2 separate regions of the Triticum aestivum genome follow, and region 2 is linked to region 1. The links are chromatin contacts, called in public Hi-C maps. All regions are on one chromosome and are shown on one strand. Each heading gives the region's core, a stretch centred on a gene start, on an enhancer-like site or on the middle of the called end of the contact. The rest is flanking DNA. Distances are from core to core; before and after follow the strand shown. Region 1 holds the start of LOC123043209 (exocyst complex component EXO70A1). Region 2 holds the start of LOC123043210 (putative disease resistance protein RGA3).

Region 1 (5,695 bases), core at 2,996-5,495:
GAGAAGGGGTCACGTGCAGATGGTCATGCGCACACACCACACAGGTTATGGATTCGAGGTCCATGATGAAGAGTATTTTAGGAAAAGTTTCATGGTGCAGAAGGTGTGCTAGAGTTTAGATGCGGAGAGGTCTGCCACTCTGCATCCACCAGCATCCATACATCAGGATGGAGTTGAGGAAAAGGATCATTTATCAGGGATGGGATGGTAGCAGCATCTGCAGATAAAACAATCAACGGCTGCTTTGATGTGTAAGGAGCACACATGGCAGAACATGCAATGTGGTTTAGAAAGAAAAAAGACGCTTCTTTGGGGATAATATCCAGAAGAAAACGCAAGTGGTTTAAGTAACAAAAATATCAGCATTATGGCTTTAGTTGCCAAATTGAGACTCCAGAACAAACAAAAGAAAATGATGAATTTCATCTTACTGCTGGTACTTTCTTAAAGTGAGAACATAAATGCAATGGGTTTATGTGATGCAGCATACAGTCAGAAGGTGATGTCTCAATATGTCACATTGAAACAAGGTAAGAGCCCATAAATAATTGTATGTATCTGCTTTATAAAACATGCCAAACTGATCCAATGAGTCCTGTTAGTGTATGGCGCAATATCGCTTCTAGATAAATATGTCCATTTTTCACTATTATTCCACAATCTCTGTTATGTACAATGGGCATCATTGAGCTTTCCTTTACTTTTTACTAGTTCAACATACTGCAGGGAGCACAATATAACACTAACACTGGATGGAGCTATTAAATAGCTTGATGCCATGCAACAGTGCATGGCAAAACAACTATCTAAGGTATGCTTTGTGCTCATACTCTGAGTTTGAGATTCCTATGTAGTTTTCATTAAGAACTCTTCTACCATGATATTCAGTTCAAGTGCATTTTGATTTGGTCAAGTGAATTTAAGAGTTGAATCAACTACTTCACCTTCGATTCTTTTGTGGTTTAGTTGTAAATTTGTATTTAATGGAATCCTCAATGAAGCATTTCTTATGTTAGAGCAGGTCATTATTTTTTATCATAACACGTAATGCTATATAGTATTTACTAATATGAGGTTTCGAGCCTCCACATTTAGCCTAAGAGGGCAAAGCTAGGCTGAAATTTTGATTGTCATATCTAACCATGATGAATCTTCAGGCAGGCCCCACCTCCGATTGATTACGGCGGAGGAAGGTTGACAAGCCATCTCTGGCTCCCCTCGTTTCTCCCTATTGTGCAGGTCATGCACTTCTGCAGCAGCAACGGCCGACGTCAAGTTTGTAGCTTTGTGCAGCCACCCACATCAGCTTTTGTGGAGCGCACTCTATCGGGATCCAATACCAGTCTCTCCAGCGTCAGGTCTAGAATTATTTTGTGCAGCGCACTCTAAGCGCTCACCTGTTCCTGTCAGATCTAGAAGTATTTTGTATAGCACCCCATGTGTAACTTTGATCTGATAAGGTCGAGACAATATGAAGCTCATGGTGACCAAGTATTGTTTTGGGACAGAACGGTTTCAGAGCAATCACAGTGACAGTATGAAATATTGCTATATAAACAAATTTTAATGTACACTATTCCATGTCTGATATGACTGGGTAGAGAGACCATTTGTTATGGTATCATACTTGCAAACATTCAAGTGGTACTGGGCCTTTCCATTTCAAATAAAATCGATGTGTATGTTGCCCTGATTTTTATGTATAGGTCTGGCATGCAAGAGGATGAATCCAATAATCAATTAAGAACTGATGGTATCATACGCCGTGTACTATCTTTCTTCAATTCCATTCCACTAGGATAACATAGAATGAATATGTATCAAGAAACCATGTATTAGTCAACATACAAACATGGAGGTAACTCGTTACTCATGTTTGTTGAGTTGTTTGTTAGTACGTATAAGATGGTTCATATAGATGTTGGCTATTGCTACTCTGTCATGACATCTGAATAATGCTATATTTAAGAAAACAACCGCTTTGTTTGTTTAACTGTCATGACATCTGAATATTATTTGTACCCAACAGTTGTAGTTATATTGTCAAATACATTAACCGATGTGCTTTCTGTTTACTGCAGAACTTTGACTTACTGGGGAAGTGAACAAATGCAAGAACTATCCTTCCACATTTAAAATGACCTGGCAGCTATTAGGCGATCTTTAATTAACAATACAACAACATCACTCATTCACTCGTTGTCACATTTCATCTTAGATTGCCTGTCTATGTACATTATTAAATCATTACATGGCACTTTTTAGTTACCAACTTGGATCACTTCCCAGATGCATCTCGGCAGAGGAATAACCGAACATGAAACAGATAATTTGGTAGCCTTTTTTTCTGAGAGAGACAATTTGGTAGCTCATGTGTGGACATACTCTTACAACTATATGACAAATTTCTGCAGGATCATATACGGCTGAATTTAAGATTGGTGCCAACTAATCGAGGCACAAACTGTAATGTGGAATAATTAAACTTTAAGGAGTTTATATCCAAGTCTCTATATTCATCATTTGTGGAAATTGTCACAAACAATTTATTTCCAGAGGGGTTTAGATAATGCATCGTTTCATAGAACTAGCCCGTGAGTTGACATGATATACATGGGAGTTTCAAAGTAGGAGAAGACATACACGGTCACTAAAAGGACACTGACGTGTGGCCATAACGAGAATGGAGGACTTGGTGTTTCTAATTTTGGGACAAAAACGCAAGCACTCAACTGGGATATTTGATCTGTTAGGCCCCAGAGAAGCACAGCTGTTAAAATACTAAATCGACATACCATATTATGCATTGGGGAAAATGCACAAAAAGTGAATATATTCCTGCAGGAAACAGTGCATAACAAAATTCAAAACAGGGAACAATTTAACAAAAACAAATGGCCTTACTGAAGGAACAGGGGAAAGCGCATCTTGGGAATCTAGTCTATGTCAGGCTGTTACTCTTTGCTTCCAAGTTGTGTTGTATAATGGCGGTCCCAGTCTATTATATCTATGTACTCAATCTTCCCTGAACTTTTTACTAGCTGTCATTCCCAAACAAATTCAGTTCAAGAAACTCTACTCATGTCTGAATCATGACAAACGCCATGTTATTCCATCACGATGTCATAACAGTAAGAAGAAGAAAAATGAATAACAAAACAGAGTTGTGGATTTACCTGCACAATTTGTCTGAGTTGGCCGAGAAGGCTTGGAGTAGAATTTCCTTGTAGCCAGGCCCGAATGTCACTTCATAATTGTGGAAAATATCCTCTAGGAGGGTCATAGAGCCTGGTAAGATAAGCTGGACATGCCCAGGGTCCATGTGGGCATGTGACGGATAGTGAAGCTGCCGCACGTTGCTGCTGGTTGGAGTTGGATTGTCGCCGCCATCACTAGATGCATAACCGTCATAGCTGCTGCTTTGGGAGTGGCACCTGCTGAGGGAGAAACAGCAGACGATGGTGTCTGCCTGGATCGAGTAGGGGGTCTGCTCAATGGACCTTTGGAGGTTCTCGGTAGCAGCAAACACCTGGCCCTTGTCCCATAGCTTGAGCCTGCAAATTTCCTCTCCAGGACGTTGCATTGCAACAGCTAGCCTGGTTCACTGAGCTTTCGGATAACCAAGTAGAGCAAGAGAAAGAAGCGGCGGCGACGGTGGCGGCGGCGCAAGCAGCAGCAGCAGCTGCAGGCTGTGATCTTTGCAGCGTGGTAAGAGGGCAGCACCAAGAAGGGCCATACAAGGGCTAGTGAACACCAAGCAGCAGCAGCAGGGGCATCAGGATGCTGCTCCGTCGTCGCCCATGGGCAGCCCGCTGTGGCGCTGCCCGTACATGCGCCCCGGCGATCGATCCTCGCCGCAGCCCAGCGTGCCCTGAGACAGAAAATTCGGAGAAAATCTTACTATAAGAACAAGATGGATCAACCGACGCGACTAGCCCCGGAATGGCAGATCCGACGGATCCTGCGCTAGATTTGATAAGCGGGCGAGAGCTTCAGGTTCCAGACCCCCAAAGCTAGCCCAAAACCGAAAAATCCCCCCAAGAAAACCAGGAATGGTAGCGACGAACGGGGGGAGCGGGGAGTGAGGGCGGAACCGGTACCTCCAAATCGGTGCTCCCGGCCCCGTATCTGCGGGGCTGCGCCTCCGGGACGGAATCGCTCGCGACGGCGCTCCGAGACCGAGAGAGAGGAGGAGGAGGGGTGGTGCACCCACGGCGAGAAGGGAGCGAGGCGTGTGGGCGGCGGGCGATGGAATATATATATATATATATATATATATATATATATATATATATACTCTATATTTCTATTTTTGAGTCCATATTTCTATTTTTGAGTCCTGGGAGCAGGCAATGGGGGGAGGGAGCAGCCAAGCCGGATGCGGTAGAGAGAACAGGAAGACAAGTAGGACACGACAGGGGCCCAGGAGTCAGTCAGTGGCTCGAAACGAGAGTGGGCGTTGTTTGCCTTTTGAGCGATATCTACGCCCTCCTTTTTCTGCGATCGAGCCGTGCGGGCCCCTTGGCCGTGACGCTCATGTCTGAAAACGGCATCACCGATGCCAATTCCTAAGTACGAAGCTAAAAACGCTACCTTCTGAACCGGACGCCGGAATCGCGAGCCGTCCCAACAATCGTGTTCGCGGGCACGAAACCTTTGGAACAAGACCAATATTGGGTGTGTTTTAATTTTTGGATTTTTTCTTGTACACGTACTGTTCACCAGTGGTCGTTGAGGCCATGGCAGTTGCTGTAGCTGCTGTAAACAAGTTCAGCACTCACCTAACCAGTTCGAGTTTTTGGCATGGAGGTGGTCATTCTTTTCTTCTTATTTCTGATTTAGCTCACAAGTGCTAGGGGTTTAAGATCTACCATCCGGCGACTTAGACTTGCTCTCTTACCCTGTGGTGATTCGGATCTTTGTCTTGCACTGCTTTGTCTTTGCTCATCTGCTATTATCTTGGGGTGATTACTCTACTTGTTTTAGTCTGGCACTTGCTCTTTTCTATATATAAAAAAAAGACACATTACCCTGGGTTTCGATCTCTGATCTAGTTACCCGTAGGTAACATGCTATCTTGGCCGTGAAAGAGCAAGTTCACACGTGATAAACTATGTTCGTGATTTCTGTGTTTATTTTCTACCATAAGTTCTCAAGGCACTGTTTTGCATTTACAGTACACAGACAAAAGAACAAGAGTAAGCATTTACAGTATACAGACAAAAGAACAAGAGCATTTACAGTACCCCAGGGATTTAGGGTTCACTCGGATCCAAGGTCATTGAAGGGCTTTGGCTCTGTTCCTTCCTTGCGAGAATTGTTCTTGCCATGAACTATGGTTGTCTGTTATCTTGGTCCAGAAGCTGAACATGTTGTACCTTGTCATTTGTAGTATTGGTCATCTTTTGCACTTGCTCCATAAAGTTTATCTTGTACAGTACCCATAGCCCAACCCTAATTTGAGCCATCTGTTTGTAGTTATTGCGAGGGGAGACATGTGCTGCACTTATGTCAGTAATCATGCACTAGTAGAAAGAAGGACTTTGATTGAGGCCTGGGTAAGGAAATTAATCCCGGTTCACTCACGAACCGGGACCAAAGGGTGCATCAGTCCCGGTTCGTGAGGCCAGGGCGTCGGCCGGGCCTCGGGGGCCATTGGTCCCGGTTCGTCTGACCCCTTTGGTCCCGGTTCCAG
Region 2 (5,678 bases), core at 1,270-3,769, 160 kb after region 1:
ATGCCTGCGAGCTCTTCCATGCCATGCCCCCTTCCCCTGTCGGCGCAGAACTCTACTGATCCCTGGAGTTTCTCCAGCCTCCCGATGCGACGTATCATGGCAACGTACTTCATGTCCATGTCGAGATGCCGCAGGTTCACCAAGTTGCTCATGCCATCACCCGGGAACCCATGGTCCCCATCAAGCTTGCAGTCTTTGCCGAGAGACAGTGTCTGCAGGTGCAGCAGCTTGGTAACAGTAGCAGGAAGGCCCCTGACAGAGTCAGGCAGGCCTAGGTACCGCAGATGCTTCAGCTTACCGACGCCTTTCGGCAACTCGGTGATGCGTGTGCCGGCAAAGTCGAGCACTCTAACGGCCTTGAGCTGCTTCAGTACATGGTTGTCAATGGCGGAAACAGCAGTGCCCGAGCTTGAGTGGCCATCATCGAAGATTAACAGTGTCCGCAGCTTCTTCAGCACAGGGTTATCCTTGAGCTGTGCTAGGGCAAGGCAACCTCCGCCGGTCAGGGATAGGTGTCGAACACTTGCCGGGATGCTACCCCTTCTTCTTACAAGATCATCGTTGCTTAATCTGAAGAACCCGGCCGCGCAGACTGACACCTGCTCATTGATGGCAAAGCAGGTCGCTCTGCCATCCCTGTATATGGTTTTGAGCACGGACCTTTCCTGCAGCGCTCTGACGTATTCTCTCCCGACATCCTCCATGCTCTGGGCGTGGTCACCGCGGATGATGCCATGTGCAATCCACATCTTGACCAACGTTTCAGGCTCGAACTCCCATTTGTCGGGGAACATGCTGCAAAATTTCAAGCAAGACCGCAGGCTGGACTCGTAGGCGGCGCCAGCAAGAGGAGCCTCACCGGCGTACCATGATCCTACCTTCTCCAATAGTTTCTTCCAGTCTTTCTTCCGTTGTTTGTTCCTCACCATGCCGACGATAGTTTTCGCCGCCGATGGCGAGCCCCTCAGCTGCTCCGCGACACTCCTGATCACACCGTCGAGAACCGGAGTTTCTTTATGGGCGTCACCGAAGGCGGTTTTCTTGAGCACCAGGACGAGGTCGTCGGCGCCGAGCCCATTCAGCGGGATCCTGGTGCCGGCATCGAGCACCTTGGCGCAGATGGTAGCTCGGCACGTCATCAGGATCCTGCTCCCGTTGCCTCCGTCCCGGAACGGGGCTAATACGTCCTCCCAAGTTGTCCTCATCTTCTCCGTCCAGTCACGGCCGGACTCGTCGTTGCACACGTCGTCGAGCACGAGCAGGCACCTCCTGGAGCCGACCAGCCCGCGGATCGCCTGCTGTAGCACGCCGAAGCTCATCCCCGCGGCGGCGCATTTCTCGTCGACGCCGCTTGATCCGGGGATGGACCTCCATATCTCGGCCAGCAGCTCGGTCTCGGTGAACATGCATCGAACGCTCGCCCACACCATCAGATCGAAGTGCTTGTTGTTGTCCCCGTTGATTCTCTTGTCATGCCATGCCCGCCGAGCGATCATGGTCTTCCCGATGCCGCTGTGGCCGATGACCGCCACGACATTCTTGTTGCTGCTGCTGCTACTGGGCTGGTCGCTGACGTTGTTGAGCAGGGCCGAGACGAGCCGGCCATACTCCTGCTCGTACCCCACGAACAGTTCTTGGCCCGTCGCCCCCGGTAGCAGCGGGCCAGTCGCCTTTCGTGACACGGAGCGCGAGTATCCTCGGCCTCGGCCCCGGCTGCCGCCGGAGTCGATCCGCGGCAGCTGGGCGAGATCCCGCAAGCTCTGCTGGATAAGCGGAAGCTCGTCCAGGAGTTTCTTGAGCCGGTTGAACGCCTTGTCCCTGCCGATCAGCCGTCGGCCGGCTCTGGCCGCGGAGTGAGCAACCTGAGCAAGCTTGTTGTCGCGCAAGTTGGACATGACGATGTCGTCGTAGGTGAAGACGTCCAGGACGGACTCCACATCGTGGATGGCGTCGACCAGCCGGCCCACCCAGCTAGCCATCCCGCCGCCGGCGGAGACGTCCTCGTCGGAGCGCCGCCGTTGAGCCTGCTGCTGGACGGCCTCGATGGTCGTGGTCATCTGGTCCAGGACATCAACAAGCTGTTCGAGGTGCTTGGCCAGATGTTTGAAGCTCGAGTACTTGCTGCTCACCAAGGATCTGGCCTCGCCGATGAGCTCCTTGATGATCGGCGAGAATACCCACCCACCAACCACCAGCAGCGTGCCGGCCGGCATGGCTACGCACTCTGCTGATGCCTTGACGACAAAGCCGTGCCGGCCCAAGGATCGATCGAACCTGGCTAGCTAGCTATAGGCTTGCCCGACGTGATTTAAGTAGCTACTCTAACTGCTAACTTATTTAATCAAGAGACCACTCATGCGGGGGAATGAAGCTGAGCTAGCGGAGAAGGGATTTTGCGCGGTTTACGCGTGCGTACCGCGGGATCGTGCCCGTCCGTTGGTTTTGAAGTCACCGCTCGGTCAGGCCGGCACCAGGTGCATCTATCAATAGCTTTTGGCCCATTATTAGATGTAAAAATGCAACGGGTCAGATTTCGCCATACGTCGGACTACAAGATGTTTACCCGCACTTCACATCGCATTCTCCCATCAATAAATTTTTGTGTTTAATTTTTTGACCCAAACACAAAGGAAAATGGTCATATATTTTGAACCAAATGTTCAGTTTTGAATTTGTTTTCATTTTCAACTTTGTCTTGATGAGATCTTTGAAACAAGATCCATGTCGAAAATGTTTTTTGATTATTGTTATTTTGCTTTTTGAAACTTCACTTGAGATTTAGTTTAAGCAAGTGCATGAACATATAAATGTTACAGTTACTTTTGAAAATAATAATAGTAATAAATTTGAAAAATATACTCAACATTGATCTTGTTTTGAACATGTTGTCAAAACAAAAAAGGTGGTAAAAGAAAAAACAAATTAAATTCAGAGGAATGATTCAACATATATGACTATATTTATGTTTGAAGAAAGTACGTAATAAATACATCCTCCGTCCCAAAGTAAGTGACTCAACTTTGTGAGACTCAGGGGGTGTTTGGTTTCAGGGACTTTTTTGTGTTGGGACTAAAAAAAGTTCCTAGCAAACCAAACAGGGGGGACCTCTTTAAGACTTTTTGCTTTTTTTTTGAAGCACCTTCTTGAGAGTTTTTTTTCAAAAAGTCCTAAGGACTAGAAAAAGTCCTAGGACTAGAAAACCAAACACCACCTCAATGATGGGAGAGGAAAGAGTGGAGTGAGGGTTCTTTTGTTTTTGACATAGTATATGAGGCCCTTTTTTGCAAATGTTGAGCACCATATAGCAGGATTGGTAGGGAGGCCTCGTCGTAATCTGTGGCGCTCGTGGTATCCACCATCGCCACGCTTTGTGTTCGCTGTCATCGCGCAGGGCTGTAAAGTCCTGTTGGGGACGGCCGACTCATAAAAAATGCTTCATTTTACACATCACTTAAGCACTACTGACATGGATATTAGCCTTAAATCAGAGACAATCAGAGATGTTAGGGGGGTCAGGCCCCTGCTGGTCCCCACTGTCTCTGCCACTACATGTGCCACACTCGGCAGCTCATGTGTCTCGGCGGCTACAGGGCCAGGCCAGGCGTCACTGCAGGCCACGGAGCGGCACTGCAGCCATGCATCAGCGGGAAGGGCAGGCCACGGAGCAATCAGGCAGAGCATGAGCCGATCGCTTCGTCCAGCCGTGGGAGCCGTTCCCAGGAATTTCGCGCTGCAGCAGATCGCGCGCGCCCTCACACGGAGAAGACGCTGTTTCCCCTAATCCTATGCCATGTCGCACCGATTTCCCCGTTGTTTCTTGGCAAGTTAACTGTCACCGGGAAAACCTCTGTGAGCTACTAGCTCCCGATCATCCACCGTGCATCTATATATCGATCTTGGCCACTTGAGGAGACACAGAGGTGAAGAATATTTCTTGGCCAGTGGGCATCCACCGTGCGTCTATCGATCAGGTCAGCTGGCCGCGATAGCAGTAGCGAAAGCTCGAAGCAGGTGGCGGCCGGCGGCTGGGCGCGTTCAACACCCCAAGTGGCATTTAATCTATCAATCAATCACACATCAGGCAGCTAATATGGTTAATTTGCGCGCTCTTTTCGTTAGAACCAAAAGGAGCTCTACGCGTGAGACCGTGGCTAAGGCAACGGGGTGATAAAAAGGCAGTCTATAGCTACAAAATGGTGGGAGGAAAAGAACAAAACCGGATCGTCTAAAAGTCTACGGAGGGATGAGCAAAGGGGGTTATATGCCTATGTATATTAGTTTAGGCTTTGGGATGCCGCTTGGAGCAATCACTTGGATTTCCCTTTTTCTTTTTAGATTTTTTGCGGGTGACTAAGCAATCACATGGAAGTTGCCTGTCATTACTAGCTTATGATTAAACTTTATTTCTTTTTGCGGGTATGATCAAACTTGATTACTTTTGGAGGTTATGATTAAACTTGATTACTAGTGTCTTCTAAACTAACTTTATATATAGTTTGTGGGCATGTGGCTGCATAGTTGCCTTGAAAAATAGAAATATGCGAGTTGCCTATATATAATAATGATAAAACTAGACAGAGGAAAAGGATTAGGCAGCCCTGACACCAAAGCCAACCTACATAGGAGTACTTAGTACTAGTAGACAGTAGTATATTTGACTGCATGCAAGACGCGTCGACTAGTTCACCAACGACCACGAGGGAGGGAACATGATTAATTGTTGTTGCGAGCAGAGACACTATACATACAGATGCACATTGACAAAGACATGACACCAACACCAAAGATAATTGTCCATATGGAGCACAGAAACTAAGAAGAAATCCCTCTTGGTCGAGTCATCAGACTGTAAAGTGAGATGAGCTTGACGATAACGTATACTTCCGGGCGGCAAAGCAATCATAGATAGCAGCAGCATATATTTCTCTCTTTACTTTCTCTTTGCGTTTGCGAGGATAGCAACGTATGTGTCGTCCAACATGCGCCTATACTAACGAAAAATCTTCCAAAACAGATGCAAGCGCGAACGGACGGACGGACGAAGCTGCCTCCGGCGTGGCGTGTGTCAAGTCAAGTGTGAACACCGAGCCGCGCGTCCGCACTGCAGCAGCCGAGAAGTTTCCAAAGCCATGCATATAACCATCCATCTTCTCTTCTCACGGTGCTGCTGTCCACAATAAACCGGAGAGCAGAGGATGCATGCGATAGCTACAGGCGTGCCCCAACCGATCCGTCCACCATCCATCCCGGTCCCGGCCGCGTCCCAAGACCTGGCTGGCTTCAGCGCGTGGAAATTTAAATAATATATGTCCACGTGTCGGTCCAGCGCAGGGCGGGCATGGAGGATTCTGTGCTCCCAGCCGGCGTGTTCTCACCATTTTTGAAAATCTCGCAGGTACTCCATCCGATCGGAATTACTTGTCGCAAAAATGAATGTATCTAGACGTATTTTAGTTCTAGATACATCTATTTTCAAGACAAGTAATTCCGAACGGAGGGAGTAGTTTCTAGAGTTCCTACCCGTCCGTTGTTGGAATATTCGGCAAATTTATGATTAATTTTAATAAATAATTCATGACTGTAACAGAAATTAGCATGCAACAATCTGCCATACTATGTGAAGGAAAAAAATGCACAGAAGCATCGAACATGAAACATCAACTCTAAATAGAGATTCC

The links. Hi-C and Micro-C count contacts between places; a contact is called where the count stands out from the background.
Region 2: a contact with region 1 is called in a Hi-C map of leaf, with 5 times the contacts expected there. The contact joins the promoter of LOC123043210 here to the promoter of LOC123043209 in region 1. A contact is called at or near these places in 3 of 5 Hi-C or Micro-C datasets (all in leaf) and 1 of 1 datasets of contacts at active chromatin or transcription factors (leaf).

Annotation. Positions count from the first base shown.
Region 1 is chr2B:24,663,712-24,669,406 of IWGSC CS RefSeq v2.1, forward strand. It overlaps LOC123043209 (exocyst complex component EXO70A1), which reads right to left and starts at 4,246. Exons shown (of 3, transcript XM_044465585.1): 1 at 4,101-4,246; 2 at 3,177-3,871. The coding sequence starts at 3,583.
Region 2 is chr2B:24,829,347-24,835,024 of IWGSC CS RefSeq v2.1, forward strand. LOC123043210 (putative disease resistance protein RGA3) reads right to left here and starts at 2,520. Exons shown (of 1, transcript XM_044465586.1): 1 at 1-2,520. The coding sequence starts at 2,213.